Regions from separate parts of the Mus musculus genome. Here region 2 is linked to region 1. Evidence: chromatin contacts called from public promoter capture Hi-C data. All regions are on one chromosome and are shown on one strand. The core of a region is the stretch at or near the end of the contact, and the rest is flanking DNA. Distances in the headings are between cores, read along the strand shown.

Region 1 (5,670 bases), core at 1,911-4,410:
TAAAGCACTTTCCTAGAAGATATGAAATTATGTTCATATTTAACGTTGACAGATAGCATTCAATTCTCACCAATTTAGATAAAACAAAACAGACTTGATTTCAAACTATAAAATATTACAAATTGATACATATATAAAGTTCTAGTCAAAGTTCTAATACATACTATGCTAAAAACTATTAAGATATTTGATTAATTCTGTCTATGTCATCAAGAGTATTAATAGTACTTAAAATATACAAGATTTAACATTCTGCTAAGCATGCAAATCCTATCAGCTCTTCAACATAAAAACATTCAAATACTTTAGGCCCAGAACAACTTCAAAAACTTCTATACTGCTTTCATATTGAGACTACAAGCATTCAACCTACACTTGCTACAATTTACTTTTTTGACTTCTAATAGGCTACCTAAGCCAAGTTCCTTTCATAACAATTTTCATACAGAGAATTACACTAGCTAAAATATTTCTGGTCCCATGACGGAAAATAAGTTATAACACCATAAACTGTAACAATCTAGACTCACACTAATCTAATGTTAAAAGAGCTTACCTTTAACTTGAAGTACTTTGCTAAACAGCAATATGAGGAAGTTAAGATGGCTGAGTAGAATCCTCAAAGGTCTACTCTGAACTACAATACTAAATATAGGCAAAGTTAACACTTTGGAAATACTTCTAATTTCCACCTTTAAGATGGGCTTAAGTTATTTGAAGGTCTCCAGGAAGAAAATGTGAATTCAACAACATATATTCAACAGCCTACTTTAAGTACCTAGACTATTCAACTTTTTAAAGGTCTACTAATACTAATTCATGTCGCCAGAAGCTGCCATACCTCACTGCTCAGCAACAAACAGGACTACATACCTGAGAAGAACTGAACAATTTCTTCCTTGCTACATCCAAAAGGGAGTCCTCTAAGCCGTACAAAGCCATCATTGGCTGTGTCAGGACTATTTGGACCAGTATGCTTCAACACCCAATCCATTTCAACGTTGTTTGACTTGAATACTGAAAGAGGTGCTTAGAATTAGTCAATTAAGTTGGAGAACAAAGTTCAGATTTCCTGGGCTTTTAGATAACTAGGAAGAGCTGCCATAAACTCCCTTAGATGACCATTTCCATGCGGTCAAATACCTAAAATTCAGAAGGGGTAAGACCTCTATGTGTTTAAACGTTTACTGTTACTAGGGCAATGTAAATCAAACCTTCAACATATCTGTGTCCCATAGTTTCTCTGTCTTTTTTCAAGGCCAATTTGACTTCATCTTCTGATTCAAGTTCAACAAAAGCCTCGCCACTTGGTCTGCCTTCTCTGGTGTAGATGAAACGAATACCTTGAGCCCCATTTTGAATTTTGCAGTCTGAAAAGAAAACAACGCTTAATACAGGATTTAAAACCACTACAGATAAAATGCATATTCCTGTCATCACACACACCAAAAAAAAAAAAACATGCCTAAAAAGACTGACCAAGCAGAACACGATCAAATTATCTCATATACAGGATATATTCCTAGTCCAACAAGGTAACTCAATGCTCAAAAATAGTTCAAATGGAGCAGGGCAGTGGTGACGCACGCGTTTAATCCCAGCACTGGGGAGGCAGAGGCAGGCGGATTTCTGATTTCGAGGCCAGCCTGGTCTACAGAGTTCCAGGACAGCCAGAGCTACACAGAGAAACCCTGTCTCGAAAAAAAAAAAAAAAAAAGTTCAAATGAAGCTACCACCTTGCCTCTAAGTTTCCATTAACCATCTCTTGGTACACTATCTCAGAATAATCTCATCTGGATCTGGTGACTTCACAGCATTTTCTTGTTTGGGTACCATGTCAGCTTCCCTCTATCAGCAACCACATAACAATTTCATTCAAATCCAAACTCCAGCTCAATATTCATCCGAAAAGGGACCAATGTTAACAACTAAAGGCTCCAAGCTGCAGTTCAACTCAAACCCGGACGGCAACGGCCCCCTGCAATTGCTTGCAGTATACTTGGGGCTCGATTTACAGATCGTTTTCTGTTACCACAGCTAAATTCAGATGGTAAGGTCAACACTACAAGTACCTTTTTACAAAACCTTACACGACTTGAGAAGAAATCACATCTTTCCCTACTTAAATTTTTCTTAGACTACTCCAGAATGCACAGATTGATGCATAGAGACAGAAAAAGTTTTAAAAGAAAACAAATTCAGCAGGGCCACCAGCATCCCCAAGGGGGTTGGGGGGGGTGCGGATTTCGCAATTACCATTGCGTAACAGCGGCCAACAGAGCGCGAGCCGCCTGGGGAAACCGCTGGTGGCCGCGACTCGCTAGGGGGCGCCCGGGAGACCCGCCCCGCCCCAACCCGGCCCGGCCCGGCCCAGCCGCGGGCCCCACTGACAACTCCCGCCTCAACTCACCAGAAAAAAAGCGCTGCACTTCATCCGCGGAGCAGGACCAGGGCAAGCCCCGGACCTTCACCACGAAGCCCTCTCCGCCTTCTGCTCCCAGCATCATCGTCCCTTCGGTGGTCCTGGCGTCCACACAGATTGCGGGGCTGCGGGGTGGGGGTGGGGGTCAGGAACGCGTCTGAGAAAACAGGCATTTAAATGGCCCTCCCACTTCACGGCGCACAGCGGGCACCGGGCGCCGCCATGCGAGTCCCGCCCGTCAGGATGCCTGGGCCCCGGAGACTCAAGCATGCAACCCGGCCTCGGCTAGCGACCCGATGCCCAAAGCCGCCCAGTGCGCCCAGGGCCGAGGCGCCAAGCTAATAAGACCCTGGCCCACAGCCACGGTTGAGACGAGGAAATGGCGGCCGCCGCTTCCGCTCCGCCTCCTCAGACATCTCACACAATAGAAAGCGGCGCGGCCTGCAGGCCTAGGCGGCGCTGCCACGCCGGCGAGACACTCGCGGCTCCCAGGGGCAGCCTGCGCCTGCCACGGCCCCTCAGGTTAGAACCTAAGCTCAGCGACAAGCAATCGTCACCCAAAGAGGTGTCCGTGGAGAGCTCGGGCAGCAGTCGAAGACGGAAAGTCACTCACCTCCACAAAAAGCCTCGGCGTGGCTGAGGAGAAATGATAAGCGGGCGCCTGCGCAGGCTAAATAAAGCCCTTCCAGCAAGCTCTGCGCACGCGCACCCTGTTGCCGGCCCCGCCCCACTTGCGTCACAGAGAGATTGGACGCATGCGTATTAAGAAACCCCGAGCTCTCTCCCGCCGTCCTATTATTACACGCATGCGTTTGGGCTCAGCCCTCTTCATAAACTGACCGAGGTGTTTTTGGTTGTTTTTTTTTTTTCTTTCTGCGCCTGCGCCTTTTTGCAATTATTGCGCTTGGCGTCTCAGCGGTTTCTTGTTTTACTTAATGCGCATGCGGCTACCTTCAAACCGTTCTCTAGACCTACCCGCCGGAGTGGGGGAGGGGAATGGCGCTAATCAGCTCCCCGCAGGGACTGGGTAGTAATCCAGAGTTCGTTCAGGTTTGCAGGGGCGGTAGTTCTACCCTTAATCCGCAGCTTTTCATCCGCGCTCCTGTCGGTTTTGAAAGACACCACGAAGAAAAGGAAGCCATGCCCTTTCTCCTCAGAACGCGTAGGAGCTGGAGGGCCGGGTTGTGCCAAACCTCCTCTGGGTACCGCCCCGCCCCCTGCGCCCAAATCCCCGATCTCCGTGGGGCGCCTGGGACCAGTCCCCTTACCTGCCCGCTTTAGGGGGTCAGTCCCGACCCACATGGGCTGCCAGTGCCCGAGCTAGTCCTGTACCCCACTTTGCCTAACGGACTCGCACTCTACGAACCCCTCGCCCTTGCACGAGAGGCGCTCGGTGTGCGGCGCCTCGCGAGGGAAGGCTGAGACTGCCAGGGGCGCGAAGGACGCAGCCCCAGAGCGCTGCGCCCGACCGACCAACGGGCCTCTCCCAAGGTGGAGACACGCCCGGGTCATCCCGTGTGCCCTTACAGAGGTAAATGGGTGACGTTTAAGAGAATTCCTGCAACATAGCAGAATACGGATGATGTCCCGAGTTTCTCCGAATCTGACTGACCTACCCTAGAAATTAACAATAAGAGTTATTGTTTGGGCGGTGCCACGGTAGGTACCACAATTGGTAAGCCTCTGAAAGCCATCACAAGAGGTTACAGGCAAAAATACGCTTTTCTTTCAAGTGCAACATTGAGGAGGCTAAATCCAGTTTGAACAGTTTGTTTTTTAAAAGGGGGGGGTGTCATCAAAGGAAAGGTGCAGAGACTGCGTGCAGAACTCAGACCTTTTAAGTCTGCGCAAGGGTGTTAAGTAGAAGGGCATCACAAGACTTCAAGAGAGCAACAGGAGCTGTGTAACGTGAACCTTCAGGTGTAAGGGAAACTCGGATGAGACAGGCTGGGAGAATAACTGCACATGACCTCACCTGCAAAGGATCTATCTAGAGGAGACAGAAAACACTAGTTTAGATCATCGAAAAGTGAGAACTCCCAAGTCTCCAGGCCAGGAGGTGGGTGAAAGGCAAGAACACAAGCCCAGCCGAGGAGAACTGCAACTTCAAGACTTGCCTGAGCAACAGAGTGCGTTCAAGGCAGCCTGGGAAATTTACTGAAAGCCTGTCTCAAAAAGAAGACAAGAGAAATAGTAGTGGTAGAGAGCTTGCTTAACATGTATATTTCCCCCTACATGGTCTTGGGACATGAGATTGATTACCAAGAAACTAAGATTACTCTTCTTTAGCTAATTCACACCATTTGAGAGCCCTATACTTATTAGATGACCTGCGATCGTTGGTTAGATGTATGGGAAGAGCAATGCATACTAGAAAGGCTTTGAGCAAACCAGTCCTACCACTCAACTATATTTTCACACACACACACCGTTTTTTGTTTGAATCATCTTTTTTCACTTTGCACAGTAATGTGCCTGTAGTCCCATCTACTTGAGATGCTGAGATGGGAGAGTCACTGCAACTTAGCAATCCAGGTCTCTCACCTGAAGGGGGGGAAATGTTTCCCTTCTGACAACACAACCACATTCCTACGATGTTTCTCTAAATTCTATTCTAGTTGTATGGGAGGTTATTTTTCCATCGTAAGAGAAAAATGCAGTGTATAATCATAGATAAAAACTTTTATCTTTCCTTATTGTGTCCTTTCCTTATTGTTTTGAGTCCTGATTGCACACATCCCAGGCCGGCCTCAAACTCCCCTTGCAGTCATGCATGGTCTCAAGTGTTTGATCATCCGCCTCCAGAATGACAGGATTAAAGTGTGTGTGCCACCACACGCAATGAGGATTTTCTGGTGGACAATTGTTTGGCAGAAGGCTCTGAGTATTTGTGTAATTTCTAACAATGGAAGGATTTGAAGATCCTTTTGTGTACAAGGGCTGCAAACGCCTGACTTTCACTACATGGGCTTTCCCTTTCTTTTAATCCTTACTAACTTAATACTGGGACTATGTAACTATCTGTATCTGATCACGGGAGCAAATGCTACATCATAGCCATTCCCTTTGATGTAAATTGTCCAACACAAAGCTTCCTCACAGAAAAAGTTCAGCTTCTGGGCCAGGCATGGGTTGCACACATTTTTAATCACAGCAGAGCATTCAGGTCCCAGGAGTTTTGAGGCCAGTCTGGACTAATTAGTGCCTCTTCCCTTTTTTTCTTTCTTTCTTTCCTTCTTTCTTTCTTT
Region 2 (5,730 bases), core at 2,468-4,967, 2.9 Mb before region 1:
AACTGGGTCATTGTAGCTGTCCAGAGTATATGGCTCAAGAACAGTGCCTGGGGCTTAGTTTACTTTGGCAGGGATGCAAGTGGTCCTGCTAAACTATGTTTTCATTTGTTTGGTTTTTGTTTTTAAAAAGACAGGGTTTCTCTTGTTGTTGTCCAAGTTGTTCTAGAACTCAGTATGTAGACCATGCTGGTCTTGAACTCAAGGGATCCCACCAGCCTTTGCCTCCCAAGTGATGGAATAAAAGGCTTGCACCACTACTGCCTGGCTTCACTGTGCAAAAAAAAAAAAAAAAATTTTTTTTTTCTGGAAAATGCCAGGCAGGCATAAGAAAGTTAAGAGTAATTATTGCAGCCATTCTGGCTGTGTGTCTTTTCTGTACCTTCTTCCAGTTGAGTTAAGCTTTTTGTGATTTATGTTTTACTCAAAGTCTACAGCCCCATGCTACACCATCATTGCACCAGAGATCTCCAGTGTGACTGAGTTTTCCAGTTCTTTTTTTTTTTTTTTTTTTTTTTTTTAAGATTTATTTATATCCTGGGTGTGGTTGCTTACGCCTTTAATCCCAGCACTCGGGAGGCAGAGGCAGGCAGATTTCTGAGTTCGAGGCCAGCCTGATCTACAAAGTGAGTTCCAGGACAGCCAGGGCTATACAGAGAAACCCTGTCTTGAAAAAACAAAAACACAAAGAAACAAACAAAAAAAAAGATTTATTTATTATGTGTAAGTACACTGTAGCTGTCTTCAGACACCCCAGAAGAGGGCGTCAGATTTCAATATGGCTGTGAGCCACCATGTGGTTGCTGGGATTTAAACTCAGGACCTTCAGAAGAGCAGTCAGTGCTCTTAACCTGAACCATCTCTCCAGCCCCAGTTCTTATTTCCTGAACAGTGACGACCATTTAGTTGATCAGAGTTGGGACCCAAATAATGTACATATGCATAGTTCACCTGTGTCTGTAGCTGACTTAGTCTCCTCCTTTTCCTCGTCTATGTGTGGGAGAGATGGGATCAGTTCATTGTGGAGAGTTTTCTCTGTGTGTGTGTGTGTGTGTGTGTGTGTGTGTGTGTGTGTGTTTCTGAGCCAACGTATGGGTGTGGGGGCTTGAACCCAGGTTGCTCTTAACTATGGAGCCATCTCTCCGACCTCCCCAGTTTGTTTCTTAATAAAAAAATGTTGGTTAAGTAAAAATTGTTGGCTAGGTAACTTTTGGTTGTCCTCCCATTGTGAGAATTGGGCTTGGTCATGAGGAACAGCTTCACTTGGGACAGTCTTGACTTGTGGTCACGAGCAGCTGGAGAAGGTGCCTGGGACTTTCAGTGGTTTGGACAAACATTTAGCTTAAAATAGCCTGTATTATTTTAAGCATGTGTTGTGTATATATATTTGTATATTCATGTTCATCATGTGTGCGCATACACATACCCAGAGAGTGACAAATTAACCCCATTACTCTTAATCCTAGTAGTTATATAACTTGGATAGTTTAAGCTACCCTGTATAAACCTGTGTATTCTCCTGTTAGAGTTTAGGTCAACCCATTAAGACACGGTTCCAGGAATCTGAAGAAAGACCAAAATTATTTGAAGAACTAGGGAAGCAAATCCAACAGTATATGAAAGTGATCAGCTCTTTCAAAAACAAGGTATCTTAGTTTCATTTTCGTATGATTTTTGGTTATGGCACTGTATGTTTGTTTGATTTTGTGTTTTTGAGGCAAGATCTCACTGTGTAGGCCTGGGTGGCCTGGGACTAGCTATGTAGGCCAGGTGTCTTTGAACTCACAGAAGTCCATATGCCTGTGTATCCTGAGTGCTGGAATTAAAGCCATGCGCCAACACAACCAGTCTTAGTTTTTCTTTTTAAATCTTACTAGTTTTATTCTTATGCACATAGCAAAGCATTGGATCTTTGTTGGGGGCTGAAGTTACAGTTGGTTTTAAGCTGCCCAATGAAGATAAAGTGAACTGAACTTGGATTTTGTACAAGAGCCTTTAGCTGCCAAACCGTCTCTCCAGCCCCAAGATGAGAAATGTTTGAGAGGAGATACTGGGTAGGGAGTTGCTCATCTTCCAATTAACTGTCATCTCCACTTGTAGGAGGACCAGTATGAACACTTGGATGCTGCTGACGTGACAAAGGTAGAGAAAAGCACCAATGAGGCGATGGAGTGGATGAATAGCAAGCTTAACCTGCAGAACAAACAGAGCCTGACGGTGGATCCAGTTGTCAAGACAAAGGAGATTGAAGCTAAAATTAAGGTAGTTCTTGCCCTTGTGTACTCTCTCTCCTCCCCCCCCCCTCTTTTTCTTCCTTCCTTCCTTCCTTCCTTCCTTCCTTCCTTCCTTCCTCCCTCCCTCCCTCCCTCCCTCTCTCCCTCTCTCTCTCTCTCTCTCTCTCTCTCTCTCTCTCTCTCTTTCTTTCTTTTTTTTTTTTTTGAGACAGGGTTTCTCTGTATAGCCCTGGCTCTCCTAGAACTCACTCTGTAGACCAGGCTGGCCTTGAACTCAGAAATCCATCTGCCTCTGTCTCTCTGCCTCTGCCTGAATTAAAGGCGTGTGCCACCATGCCGGGCCCTGGACATTTCTTAGCAGCTCTTTGTTATTAACAGTTGGGATTTCATTATGGCTTAGGTATTGGGGTTTACTTAGCATGTCATATAAAATTTGTTTCATTTATAAGAAACTATAGTTTTCTTTACCATTCTAGGAGCTGACAAGTATTTGCAGTCCTATAATTTCAAAACCCAAACCCAAAGTGGAACCCCCAAAGGAGGAACCAAAACATGCTGAGCAGAATGGACCAGTGGATGGCCAAGGAGACAACCCAGGCTCCCAGGCTGCTGAGCACGGTGCAGACACAGCTGTGCCTTCTGATGGCGACAAGAAGCTTCCTGAGATGGACATTGATTGATTCCAACACTTGTTTATATTAAAACAGACTATTATAAAGCTTTAAGTTGTCAACTTTGTTCTGAATATCAACTAGAGCAAGCAAATACTGGAGATTTCTTAGTCAGTTTTTAGGGGACCTCGGGGGTGGGGTATATAGGTAATATACAGAGCATTTTGACTTCTAAATAGTTAGATCCAGAGATGAAGTGCACTGTTCTCTCTTCATTACGGTCCTGTTTAAGAGCCCAGCTAGTCTATCTGAGCTCTCGCCTCCATCCTTGTTTTAATCATGCTTCTACAAGGTGAAGTGTGTTTGGGGAAACTGAGCTCTAACAAAAGCCGCGACAGCCACCAGGCAGGCTTTTCCTTATACATGACAGAAGTTCGTATTACGCCTTGGAAGGTCTAGGTGGAGATCACCACCAGCATTCTCTGCCTGTGGGGTTGTGGGGCTGGTGCTTTCTCCATTTCTGAGGGTCAGGATGGCCAAGCATGGATTAACACTAGGAGAGTGCAGAGCGCAGCAGAGCCTGCTCTCATCCCTCTATCCCCAGCCCAGTCTTCCTCCTCCATCCTTAAGCAGTATAAATGCTATGTGCCCTCTTCACTTAGAGCGAGCTTTAGTGTGTCAAGGGACTCTGCTTTCCTGTACTTCCTAAAAGTACATTCACTAATACTGAAGCATCAAAGTGTAGTTTAACCTTAAGGTTGGGTTGTAAATAACACAGTTGGGTGTAGGCATGGTAAATCTGAGCAGTCCATCCTTAGTATGGTGGAAAGATTTGTACCCTGACCCGCTCGAGTGGTGGTAGATGTATGTAAATTAGAAGTTTGAATGGGACAGGATGAGAGTTCGAGGCTCTTTGTTTGGTATCTTTTGTGTTAATGTGTCTTGAATCTGCCAATCTGTATGTTAAAACAGCTGACAGATTGTAAAGCTATTGCACTGCGTTGCCCTGGACAAGTCTGAAATTGGTATAAAAGACAAGGTGCCCAAGGTCACAAGAACACCTCATTGCCGACTGAAGCCAGTGTCAGGGCACCACATACTCCTGGGGCCAGTCTACAGGAAAGAGATGTTCTGCAAACAAGGGTGGATGCCTGCAGTAGAGGTCAGAGCTGGTTACCTGCCTTAGTTACAAGTGTCGGTTATGTTCTGGGTCTTTGTAATCGCTGATCTCTGTAACAGAGCCTCTGTTTATTTTTGCTTGTTGGAAATAGGGTTCAACCATGCATAGTTAGAATCACTATGCATCTGTCTGTCCACACAGGAAGTGCTATAGCTCTCAAGTGCTCTAGAGGCAGTTGGAAAGGAAGGAATGCATGCTTATGTGAGCAGCTGGACTCCCGCTCAGTACAGGCCTGGAACCCCAGGCCAAATGTATGCTCTGCTTCCTTGAGTGCTGTAAGAGTTCCCACTGGCCTTGCTCTGAGGCCAAGAGCTTTTTCAAATGCAGGCTGCAGGATTAAGCCAGCTCTTATGCAACTGACTGTCCTTAATGAAGAACTCATAAACATTTGTGTGTGGGGGTGGGGGTGGGAGGGTTTGGGTGCTGGGATGGGGGTGAATTTGAAGTTTAAGATTAAAAGCTAGAAATCAGATGGTCTGCTTCTGCTATGTCTGTAGACCGATTGGATGTATGTGGAGGCTGGCCAGATGGCAACTGATGACTTGTGTGCAAACAAGTGTTTATCCGGGTTGCATTATCCAAACTGGTTTGTTAAAAACTCTAGGTCACATTCTTACACTAAGAAAAACAGTTAACATGAGACAAAGTTTAGGAAAAACTAATAAAAGAAACCTGTCTTAACTTGAATGGTTTTCTTAATTTTCTTAAGTGGGCTGTTTGTGTGTGTGTGTGTGTGTGTGTGTGTGTGTGTGTGTAGGGGACTTACTTGAGTAGTTATATATGTGGGTGGGTGGGTAGGGGCAGGCTGGGGGAGACTGTCAACAGAATAAGCTGGCCTGAATGCAGTCCATCATCCTGCCTTAGCTGCTTGCCTGTGTGCTTATTTTGGAGCCCTCTGCCCCTGAGAATAGCAATCCAGTGTTCTTGGTATAGTAATCTTCTGCGAGGCTGGCCTTTAGATTTGATGGTAGAAGGTAGATGGCACAGAGTATTAACATAAGTGCCAGGACTGAGTAGGGCCAGAATCTGCTAGGAACTGATGCCTGGCTAGTTGGGGACATGCCCTGTGGTGAGGCAATAGGGTTGAAGTAGTGAGCCCTTTACTGCCATGGCATGGGTCCTATGTAGGGAGAAGTCAGACGCTGGTTGGTTGAAACTCACCTTTATGGACCATGCTGGCCTCAGATTCAGATCTGCTTGCTGCTGCCTCCCCAGGGTGGGATTAAAGGTATGTATTGCCACACCCAGCCTCAGGTCATGCCTTGGGCTATGCTTTTTGGAGAGGTTGGGGTGGGCCTGGCCATAGCTGTTCTACGGCATCGGGTGGCATGGTCAGCAGTGCCCCTGCGTGGGGCTGTGGGGACTGTGAGGGTGGGAGTAAAGCAATGACTGATGTCAAATTGTCCACTGCGGTCACTTTGCTCTGTGTGTGTGTGTGTGTGTGTGTGTGTGTGTGTGTGTGTGTGTGTGTGTGTGTGTGTGTGTGTGTGTGTGTGTGTGTGTGTGTAAAACCCTGTCAGAATCTGGAGGCATGAAGAACCAGGTGACTTGTGTAAGGAAAGTGGTAGAAAGGGCCTGGGTGACTACTTAGATCTGTTTACCAGTGGCTGAGTTTTACAAGGAGCCAAGATGTACCTGAAGGAGGGGGAAGGATTTCAGTGTGGCTCCAGCTTATGCCTATGGTGAAAAACTGGCAGTTGCTTTTAGG

What was found. Promoter capture Hi-C pulls out the DNA fragments that hold promoters and counts their contacts.
Region 2: a contact with region 1 is called in a promoter capture Hi-C map of embryonic stem cells, with 4 times the contacts expected there. The contact joins the enhancer-like site here to the promoter of Hnrnph1 in region 1. A contact is called at or near these places in 1 of 39 promoter capture datasets (embryonic stem cells) and 1 of 9 other capture datasets (macrophages).

The regions. Positions count from the first base shown.
Region 1 is chr11:50,375,168-50,380,837 of GRCm38.p6, reverse strand. It overlaps Hnrnph1 (heterogeneous nuclear ribonucleoprotein H1), which reads right to left and starts at 3,160. Exons shown (of 13, transcript NM_001347487.2): 1 at 3,036-3,160; 2 at 2,411-2,547; 3 at 1,215-1,370; 4 at 874-1,017. The coding sequence starts at 2,507.
Region 2 is chr11:53,258,793-53,264,522 of GRCm38.p6, reverse strand. Hspa4 (heat shock protein 4) reads left to right here. Exons shown (of 19, transcript NM_008300.3): 17 at 1,524-1,643; 18 at 2,098-2,259; 19 at 2,708-4,709. The coding sequence ends at 2,911. Among named protein-coding and RNA genes, the nearest start is that of Hspa4, 39 kb to the left of the region's middle. Within about 2 kb of position 3,717, at least 19 of the 459 cell types and tissues checked have an H3K27ac peak or open chromatin away from gene starts, as enhancers often do. A contact at or near this core is called in embryonic stem cells, where this site is marked.